2 separate regions of the Mus musculus genome follow, and region 1 is linked to region 2. A link is a contact called in public promoter capture Hi-C data. All regions are on one chromosome and are shown on one strand. The core of a region is the stretch at or near the end of the contact, and the rest is flanking DNA. Distances in the headings are between cores, read along the strand shown. Region 1 holds the start of Foxo4 (forkhead box O4). Region 2 holds the start of Yipf6 (Yip1 domain family, member 6).

Region 1 (4,724 bases), core at 1,894-4,393, 2.3 Mb before region 2:
AGCCCAGGGTGCAAGATGGACGTTGATACTTCCTGAGCCTCTTTCTGGCGGTACTTATTTTTATTTTTACTGGTTGGTCTATGGTGTCTGATGTACCTCCATCAGTCCTGCCCGCACCCGCACCCCCCCCACACACACACCCGCTCCTTCCCAGTTTTTCTCCTTGGAAGTCTTCTAAGAATTTGAGCATAATTGCTCTACCTTAAAGGTCATTTGACCTCCCCTCCCGCATGGAGCTCTTTAGTTTAGAAATAAATTCAGGAGGAAGTTCAGACATGCTAGGAGCCCCTAAGAAACAGGCTTGAGACAGCGGGAAACCACTTCTAGCTCACTGGTTAAAAAAAAAAAAAAGGTGACCCTTTTCTTGAAGAGCATGGCTTGAGCAGCCTCTTGTGCCAGTTCCTTTAGCAAGACTTCCTTGACTCTGTGCAGATCCAATCACCCCTGGCTCTTAGTAACGGAGCACAGTTGTGTCTTCTAGCTCTGTGATTTCCTCCCTTCTTTTTCTCTAATTCTGGGTCTAGTGAAGTAAATGTGGTGTGTGTGTGTAGGGGTGAGGTGGGGTGGGGGTCTCTGTGTGCGCATGTGCGAACACGCGCACTCGCGAGTGTGAGCACATGCACACGGCGGCTGCAGCGGGTCAAGCTCAGAGACATATTTTGTGAAAGGAATTCACTACTGAGCTACACTTCCACCTATGACCCCTCTCCAGGAGGCCTCGGTACAAGCAAGTGGCAGAGGTCAGTTTCCAGGTGCGCAGGTGCGCGCGCGCGCGCGCGCACATGTATGTGTGCAGATAAACTGTTCACAAAGTCACCTAACTTAAGCTTTCTTGTTCAAGTGAGTGCCGCCCCCTGGTGGGGTGGGAGTGACCCTGGCACAACACCAGGGAAGTATTAAGCTTCCTGCGTGGGGAGGGGGGACACTCTGGGAGCTTGTGGCCCCCTTTTGACTAGGTTTGGCAATGAAAGCAAACCACGCTTTCCTCAGAGAAGCAGGGTCTGTAGCAAAGCTTGTCCTCAAGTCCTCATCTTGAGGGTAGACTCATTACCTAACCTCCCTGGGCCTTCATTTCCTCAGATGCAAAATGTGGACTCCGAACTGCCAAGGCGGACTAACTAAATGAAAAAAAAATTCTTAGATTTCACCGGTTATGGATTTAGCTTAGTGGCAACCATGCGGCCCTGGGTTCAGTTCCTAGAATCAAAAGGGGAGGAAAAAAAAAAAGACTTCATAAACTCTAAAGGCCGTGTTACGTGTAAGTCATAAGAAGGGACTACTCCCAGTGTAACAAGCACTCGTGGTCATTCTACCCTGGAAAATCAACTTAAGGGAAAAGAAAAACAGCTGTGCAGGCTGCGTCCAAGGAGGGAAGCTCTTTGTGAGCTTCAGATTGTGGCATGGCAGTCTACCCAGAAATAGCGCCAAGGGTCTCGGTCAGCTGTCCCATCTTCTGTTCAGTCTGGCCCCTCCGCACATTGTAGATCTGCTCCCTCACTCTAACGTCTACGTGAAGGTCCATTCTGTCCGCTGTACTTGGTACACTAACACAAACCACCTACAGAGAGAGATACAAGGCATGGATACGGGCTGAACCCTCCTTAGTTTTGTGATTAGAGTCCGTATTTCTCTGGCGAAGTTTTCAGAGTTACCGTTTGAGATCTTCCCAGTTTCTTCAAGAAAGACCAAGGACCAACTTGGACTCGAAAGTCAAAGCTATATGATACCTCCTTTCTCCATGAGTAGTATTCCTGAACAAAGACTTTCCCCGTGAGTTTGGAGAGCGCCTTACAAGGAAGGATTTTCGTCAGGAGAAGGTAAACTGAGGCAGATAGCAGCTTGCGGGCCTCTTTCCTTAGTGCACAAGGTCGCTACCTTTCCCCATGGATACCAACCACTTTGCCCCCCTTCACCGCCCACTCCCTCTTGGGCAGAGCAATCGTAGAACAGTTCTGTTCACTGAGGTATTGGGAGGCGAGCAGGGAATCCGAGTAATCCCGCAGGAATGGGCCAAAAGGTGTTGGGTGGGAGGGGAGGGAGGAGGGAAGGCTAGGTGCCGGTGGAGAATCCACACAGTTCCTGCTGTACATAGGATAAAGACTTCTCTGTGGGAATAAATGTTTGGAGCAGCTCAAGCCAAAGTGCTGAGTAGCGAGTAGAGAATTCGATTTTCCTCAGAGCAGGGACAGTGTCTTATTCATCTCCGATCCTCCTGCTTCAAGCTGCTCAGAGTGTGGTATATACTATGTACTAAGTAAATGCCTGTCTAACTGAAGATTAAAGGTGGATCTTTGGGCTTTCCAAAGGGGTGGAAAGGCGGTAATGGGGGGCCCCGGAGTGAGAGTAACTAGAGGGGTCCAAGGGTGGATGGCGTGAAGGTAAGGGAGTCATACTTACCTTCCATCCTGCCGAGCTGTTGCTGTCACCCTTGTCCTTGAAGTAGGGCACCGTGCGGACCATCCATTCGTAGATCTGGGCGAGTGTCAGCCGCTTCTCCGGGGCGCTTTCAATGGCCTGGCTGATGAGTTCTGCATATGACTGATTTCCCCAGGCATTCCGGCGGGAGCCTCCCTTCCGAGGACCTGTTACAGCCCCCAGGATTCCCGGCTGGGGGCCCCCTGCCGGCTCTGGGAGCCGAGAGGGCAACAGGATCGGTTCGGAGTGTCCCTCCGTGGGTACCTTCTGTCCCAGACTGGGCTCCACCTCGGACGGTTCGTGTGGCTCCGTAGCGAGGTCTGGTCGAGGAAGGGGCCAGGTGCAGGATCGCGGACGGCTCTGGGGTTCGAAGTCGGGATCGAGGTCTAGGATCGCGGCAGCCCCTGTGGCTGACTTCTTATTCTCTGGATCCATACGTGGGGTCGAACCTCTGCAGCTCAGCGATCAGTGGAGCCTGCCACAGTCCCTCACCATGCCTCCCCCAAGGGGGGAAACACATTCTTTCCAGTTCTCAGAAAGTCACGAACTTCTCCCTCGTCTCCGGACTCTAGCTCCTAAACTGTCCCTTTCACTCCGTTCTCCGATCCCCTCCGGAGTCCGGGCTGCAGCCTCAGAGTAGCGCTCTGAGGCACCACCTGTAACCTCCGCCTAGCGAAGGCACTTTCTGCACCCTCTCACTCAGCTTCCTGCTCTTTTAAACCTGAGGCACCGTATCCCCTCATACATTGCGCTCCCATCACCGAACGTCTCCTCAGCGAAGTTCCCTCCCCCTTTCAAGTTGCTGCCCCCCGGACACTCCTCCCAAATTTCCTCCACCCGGATCGCTGCCCTCCCCCACGCCCCGCTCCCGGGCGTCACTTGTCCCTCCCCTGGCTCTCCCTCCCCTCGCCTCTTCCCTCCAGGTCACTCTTGAGAGGGTCAAGGTTCTTGCGGCCCCAGCCTCCCCAACTCCAGAACTGAATCCCCTATCGGACCCCCCCACCCCCCGCCCCCCGGGTTTCCCTTTTGTTTTGCTCCAAGCAGCAGCCCCCGCCAGACGTCTCTGTTTACCACTCGCTGGGGCAGCCATCTGCGCACGCGCCTCAGGAGCCACTTGGGAAACTGAGTTCTCGAATCGTGCCACCCTGGTCGTTCTCGAAGACTACATCTCCCGTCCTACCTTGCGATCAGGAGTCCGATATCGGCCGCAGGAGAGCGGCGCGTGGCAGGATGTGGGGAGGTGGAACTTTAATGATTAGAGGTCGTCCCGGACTCTTTTTCTTTTCTTAAAAATATTTTTCCTCATTCCTTCCCTTTTCACCCACTTCCTCGAGTTTCGGGGTCGCCCAAAAGATCGTTTTGAAAGACGCTAGATTTTCCCATCCTTCACTAAGAAAGCAAAGTGAAAATGTATTGCCCTTATAAGAAGCAGAAAGAGTATCAACAAGTAGGGATCTGATTAGAAAATAAGACACACTCACTTGGGGAGTTGAGAGGGAAGCTTGTGTAACAACAAACAGTGTTCATTGGTTATGGTGCACTCTCTCCATTTTCTATGTACATTTCACAGACAGTCTTGCTAGTTTCCTCTGTCAGCTATGCAGGCCTCTGAAATACTGATCTTCTCCTTGTTCTGATCTTCAATGGCTTCTCATTCAACATGTCTCCAACTGAACTTTTTTTTTTTTTAATCTCTTTCTGCACCTATACCTCCACCCTCTAGCTACCTTTAACCTCTGTTATTTTGTCTTTTTTCTGGAGCTGAGGACCGACTCCAGGGCCTTAGCCCTTGTTAGGCAAGTGCTATACCACTGAGCTAAATCCCCGATCCCTACTCTTAAGCTCTGAATTTGGTTAGAGGCTGTTCTGGGTCTACCTAACCTTCTCAGCCACACTGATGGTCACCTTTCCACTTCTGTAACTTGCTACTTCCAAATTCTAAATGGAGACATTATGACTGGGTTTAAGTTCTTCAACAGTGCACCGGCTTCTAATCCTTCTAATCCTTTCAAATAAAGCCATTTCCTAGTGGGCCTATGGGGGGCATTCTTATTCAAACCAGCATATCAAAATTAGCTCACTTACAGCTCACTTAACCATGCAAGGTATGGTTAACCACTATTATATCTGTTTTATAGATGAAAATACAGATGATCTCAGAGATCAAGTGATTTACACAAGGAAACAGGTGGGCCTAAAAATCCAAAGTACTGTAATGTTCAAACTCTAGGAAAGCTCTTCAGGTTCAAGTTACACTTTTCCTGCCCCATCTTTCAACTAAGCACACTAAGTTTGAACCAGCTGTAGTT
Region 2 (4,768 bases), core at 587-3,086:
CTCCTAGTTAACACAGTAAGCCCTGTCTACACATGCATGCGTGCATGCGTACAAACTTGCACACGTACTTAAACACATCACAGGCATTACAGAACGGGGAACAGTCTGGAGTAAAGGGAAACTAAGAACAGCTAGGTAACCTGTAACTATGTGGCAGGAGGCATAATGTTTGCATTAGTTTACATATTTTCACTATTCTGTGGTGAGCTTCATCATTTTCCGAACGTCTAAACTTGGGTTTAGAGAGACTTTACTCAGGGTCACAACTGATCCATAAGATGGCCCAAATGACCTTATCCCTTCAGTGCTGGAGATTGGACCGAAAGGGTCTTACGTATGTAATGCACTCTCTTTCCCGCTGAGCTCCAGCCCCAGATTCAATATCCTCCTTTACAGTTTCATTCCTGGTGCCTAAAAGACTGCCTGGAACACTCTAGATGCTCGAGAAATATTTTTGCTGAAGAGATGAACAAATAGAGCTAGTAAGCAGAAGAGCTGGGACTTGAACCAAGTTCCCTTGCCTCTCAGTTCAGTTCTCTGTTACGCTGCCAATTTAAAACAAAAGAAATGAAAGCAGTTACTGAGCAAACAGTATATAAGCAAATACTGTTTGGGAAGAAGAACGACAGGGCGTAACAACGACTTCCTTATACTCCTCCACTCATGACTGTATTAGGCACTTCATAGAAGTTATGCCATTTTAAAGGCAGGTACCTTCTTTTCAGTTTAAGAGTCAAAAACACCCTTCACTGAAACGAAATGCTCAAACTCACAAAAGCTTCAGTGCGAATGCACTCTAGCTCACATGGGGTTAACTGTGAAGCCAGTGTTCTTAAAGCAGTATTGGTGGCTCTTAGTGACATATGTGTCATGAAGGGGATAGCAAGCACCTGCAAATAATAATTAGCTGCTTTGAGTCACCCACCGGGCAAGTAAAGGTTCCGGTTACAACCAATAAAACGACAACGTCCTGTGAGAAGCAGTTTCATTACTTGTGTAGTACTTCACAATGACTGGTGACAAGTCGTGATAAATGACAGCGATAGAGGATACTTCAGAAACCACTCCAAGCTCGGCATTTAACTCACTGTCAAAGAACCCCTAGAGTGTGGACAGACAGCGGAGAGTCTCAGAAAGGCACAGAAGGCCAGCGAATGGAAGGGAGATGCAGCTAACTCAAAGACCAGGTGTAGTGTCAGCTGGTTGTAGACGCCAAGGGCCTGCAAAGCCAAGAAGCTCTGGCTCTCTGATCCCGAAGCCTTCCCGACTCGCTTCCCGGGAGCTCTGCCTCGCCCTCAGTCCCTTCTGCCACTGTCCTCTTAACTCACCAGGGGCTTGGATGCCGCTGCCTCCTGTTCTCCCGGAGAGTCCTCCGCTTCCGCCATCTTGATAAACCTCCAACTGCTCCCCTCCCATGCGTCTCTGCGAAACCTGAGACGTGGAGACCGGGGCTGGTCAGCGCGCGGTCGCGTTAAGACGGCGTCACCGCCGGCGCCTGAGGCTGGCTGCTGCGGCGCCCAGCCGAGTTCCGGTGCTCCGGTAGCCTCCGAGGCTCGAGCGCGAGCCTATTTGCTCACTGTTTGGGGACGCAGTTTCGCTAGGGGGCGCTCCGCCTTCCACGCCCACTGAGAGTGCAGGCTAGAAGCGCCGGCTCGCCCAGCGGTGCCCCAGGCTCCAGCAAACTCCCAGCCGAACCCAATGGAGCCCAGTGATGCTCAGCTGAACCCAATCGAGCCCCGTGATGCTCAGCCGAACCCAATCGAGCCCAGAGGCCCCAGCCAAACTTAGCCGAGCCAAGTGGCATTCAGCCGAACCTAGCTGAACTTAGCCGAACTTAGCGGAACCTAGCGGTACACAGCCAAACACAATCGAGTCCAGAGGCTCCCAGCCAAACCTAGCAGAGCCCAGAGGTGCACAGCCGAACCTAGCCGGACACAGCAGAGCCCGGCAACGCACAGCGGAATACAATGGCGCTCAGAGGCGCCCAGCCGAACCTAGTAGGCACACAACCAAACCTAGCCGAATGAAGCCGAGCCCAATGGAGCCCAGAGGCTCCTGCTAAACTTAGCGGAGCCCAGTAGCGTTCAGCCAAGCCCAGCAATGCACAGCCGAACTTAGCCGAACCCAGCGGTGCACAGCCAAACACAATCGAGCCCAGAGGCTTCCAGCCGAACGTAGCAGAACCCAGAGGTGCACAGCCGAACCTAGCCGAACACAGCCGAGCCCAGCAGCGCACTACCGAACCTAGTCGGCTCACAGCCGAACGCAGCCGAGCCCAGCCGCTCACCACCGAACCTAGTCTGATCACAGCCTGACACAGCCGAACGCAGCCGAGCCCAGAGGCGAACAGCCGAAGCTAGTCGGTGCAAAGCCGAACGCAGCCGAGCCCAGCCGTGCACCACCGAACCTAGTCGGATCACAGCCGAGTGTAGCCGAACGTAGCCGAGCCCAGCGGGCACCGCCGAACCTAGTCGGATCACAGCCGAATGCAGCCGAGCCCAGCAGCGCACAGCTGAACCTATCTGAACGCAGCCAGCGGTGGCCTGCGGCACAGAGCCACACCTAGCCGAGCCCAGACAAACGAAGTCGAACGCATCGGCGTTCAGCCAAGCGCTGCCGAGACCAATGGCGCCCAGTCGATCCCAACCGAACCTAACCGCACCCAGCTGAGAGTAGGCTATCCCACCACCAGCGCCACTGCGGAGCAAAGCGGAGCACTGTGGATCCAAAACGCGCCCAACTAGGACCATCTGAAAGCAGCTGAGACTAGCAGCGCTTGACAGAACCAGTTCACCAGAAGTGGCTCTGAAGTGCCATTCCTCGTGTCCCCAAGAAAAAGGCCTCCGACTTCAAGTTGAAGAACCTGATCCCCTTGTCTACTGCCGTCCTTGCCTTACTAGTTCCCTGAGCTTCATAGCCAGCTTCCATCTCCTTCAAATCCTCAAACCTTTGTATTGTCTCCCCACAGGTCCTGCACAATTATTCTCTCTTTCATCTCCTATCAAGTGGGAGAGCTTCACTCCACTAACTTCCCAAAACCACTACAACTTTGAAGTTGCTAAGCTACTTGGTGGCAAGTACTGAAAATGTCCTTGATCAGTAGAGGCTCCTGGGGTGGGTAGTAGGCGGGGAATGGGTAGGAGTCAGCTACTGTAACCAAAAAAAAAAAAAAAAAAAAAAAGAAAGAAAGAAAAAGAAAAAAAAGAAAAAGTTAAAACAAACAAACAACAACAAAAAAACCACCCCTGCCGGGACCAACTTTCACCCCTACCTCATCCTGGCAAACAATCAAGATGTTTCTGACTCCTGGTTGCTCTGACTCACCTCTTACCCAAGGCTCCAGTGAGGTCAAACAAGAGAGCCATTGTTGGCATCATCAACATTCTCCCTATGCAGTAAAATGCACTGCTTTATATATTTGGATAGGTAATTCAGAAAGGAACCCAGGGAATAGATGGGAGGAGGAGATACGTGGACTGTGGAAAGCCAGACTTCCCAGAATAAGCTTCTGGGGATGGCTATTAGTTATTTTACTTAAATATTAGTACAGTAATTCTCCTTCAAACCAAGTAAAATTTCAGTCCTTAAACAAACACTCGTGGAAGTGATAACAGAGTTGAGGCTTTGCCAGGGCTGTGGTGCTTGCTTGGAGTCCCAAAGGCAGGAAGACTGTTGCTACTTTGAAGCCAGTCTAGTCTACATAGAAAAGTTCAGGCCGGTCATGGCTACTTGGCAAGACCTCCTCTTAAATCTTTTAGGCTAGTTGATATGAACTCATTTTAATTACAAGAGGCATGCAAGGCACGACAGCCCAGGGCAGCTAGGAATGATATCACTAAGGGGTGGCAGGATCATCCTGGGGTACACAGACAGACTCTTACAAACCAATTATAACAACAGCAAAAATGTCTTATACAACTGCTTCAAGGACAGCCTTAGGCTCTCCATCCTAATCCTTCCTCCTGCTACCCCTCTCCCATGTCTCCCACACTTATCCATTCACTCAAGTTCCTTCCTACTTCCATTGGTAACTTCTAGTTTCTTGCCAGCCTCCAACATTAGTTCCCCCCCCCCCCCACCTGCAACCCAGTTTTCATCTCTAACCTCAACTCTTAGCATCTTTACCTTTCTTTAAAAATGTCATTGATGCTGAGTTAAGAGAAGGAAAGGCCATAAAACAAGCCAAGACATTTTCAGGATACCTAAGGATTATTTCAAACTCTTGGTGTTCCCTGTTCTCAGTTAACTAAGTGATACTGGCTGGATGTGATGCTTTGAGTTGACAAAAGAAAGGTTGTGAAAAACAAGGGTGGCATAAAAACTCTTAAAATAGAAACTTTCTGGTTTTCATCAAAATGTTATCTTCCCAAAGTACTAAACGAATCCAGTATCCTATGTCAGCTATATTTTATTGGTTTTGAGACAGGGTCTCTTATTCAGTCTGGCTTCAAACTCCTTATGTTGTGTGGATGACCTCAAACATCTGACCCTTCTTTCTCTGTCTCTGGAGTGCGAGCAGGTGTAGGCCACTATACCCTTCTGCAGTGCTACACATTAGATGTAGGGTGGGGTCTCAAGCATGCTATTAAGCTACACTTCCAATATTCACTATTCCTTACTATGCTTCCGGTCTGTCTACTCTCTGTCGGAACAGGTGAATCTGCAGGGTAGCAGGATTTGTAGGACAAGCAAAAGTTGCTTAGAAACTTTGCAAGTACTAGAATTCAGATTAATATTTTGTCTAGCAAGTATGGAGAATCATATTAGT

What was found. Promoter capture Hi-C pulls out the DNA fragments that hold promoters and counts their contacts.
Region 1: a contact with region 2 is called in a promoter capture Hi-C map of liver, with 4 times the contacts expected there. The contact joins the promoter of Foxo4 here to the promoter of Yipf6 in region 2. A contact is called at or near these places in 3 of 39 promoter capture datasets (cranial neural crest, liver and pre-B cells) and 1 of 9 other capture datasets (liver).

Annotation. Positions count from the first base shown.
Region 1 is chrX:101,252,947-101,257,670 of GRCm38.p6, reverse strand. It overlaps Foxo4 (forkhead box O4), which reads right to left and starts at 3,143. Exons shown (of 3, transcript NM_018789.2): 1 at 2,398-3,143. The coding sequence starts at 2,850.
Region 2 is chrX:98,934,849-98,939,616 of GRCm38.p6, reverse strand. Yipf6 (Yip1 domain family, member 6) reads right to left here and starts at 1,836. Exons shown (of 7, transcript NM_207633.2): 1 at 1,329-1,836. The coding sequence starts at 1,385.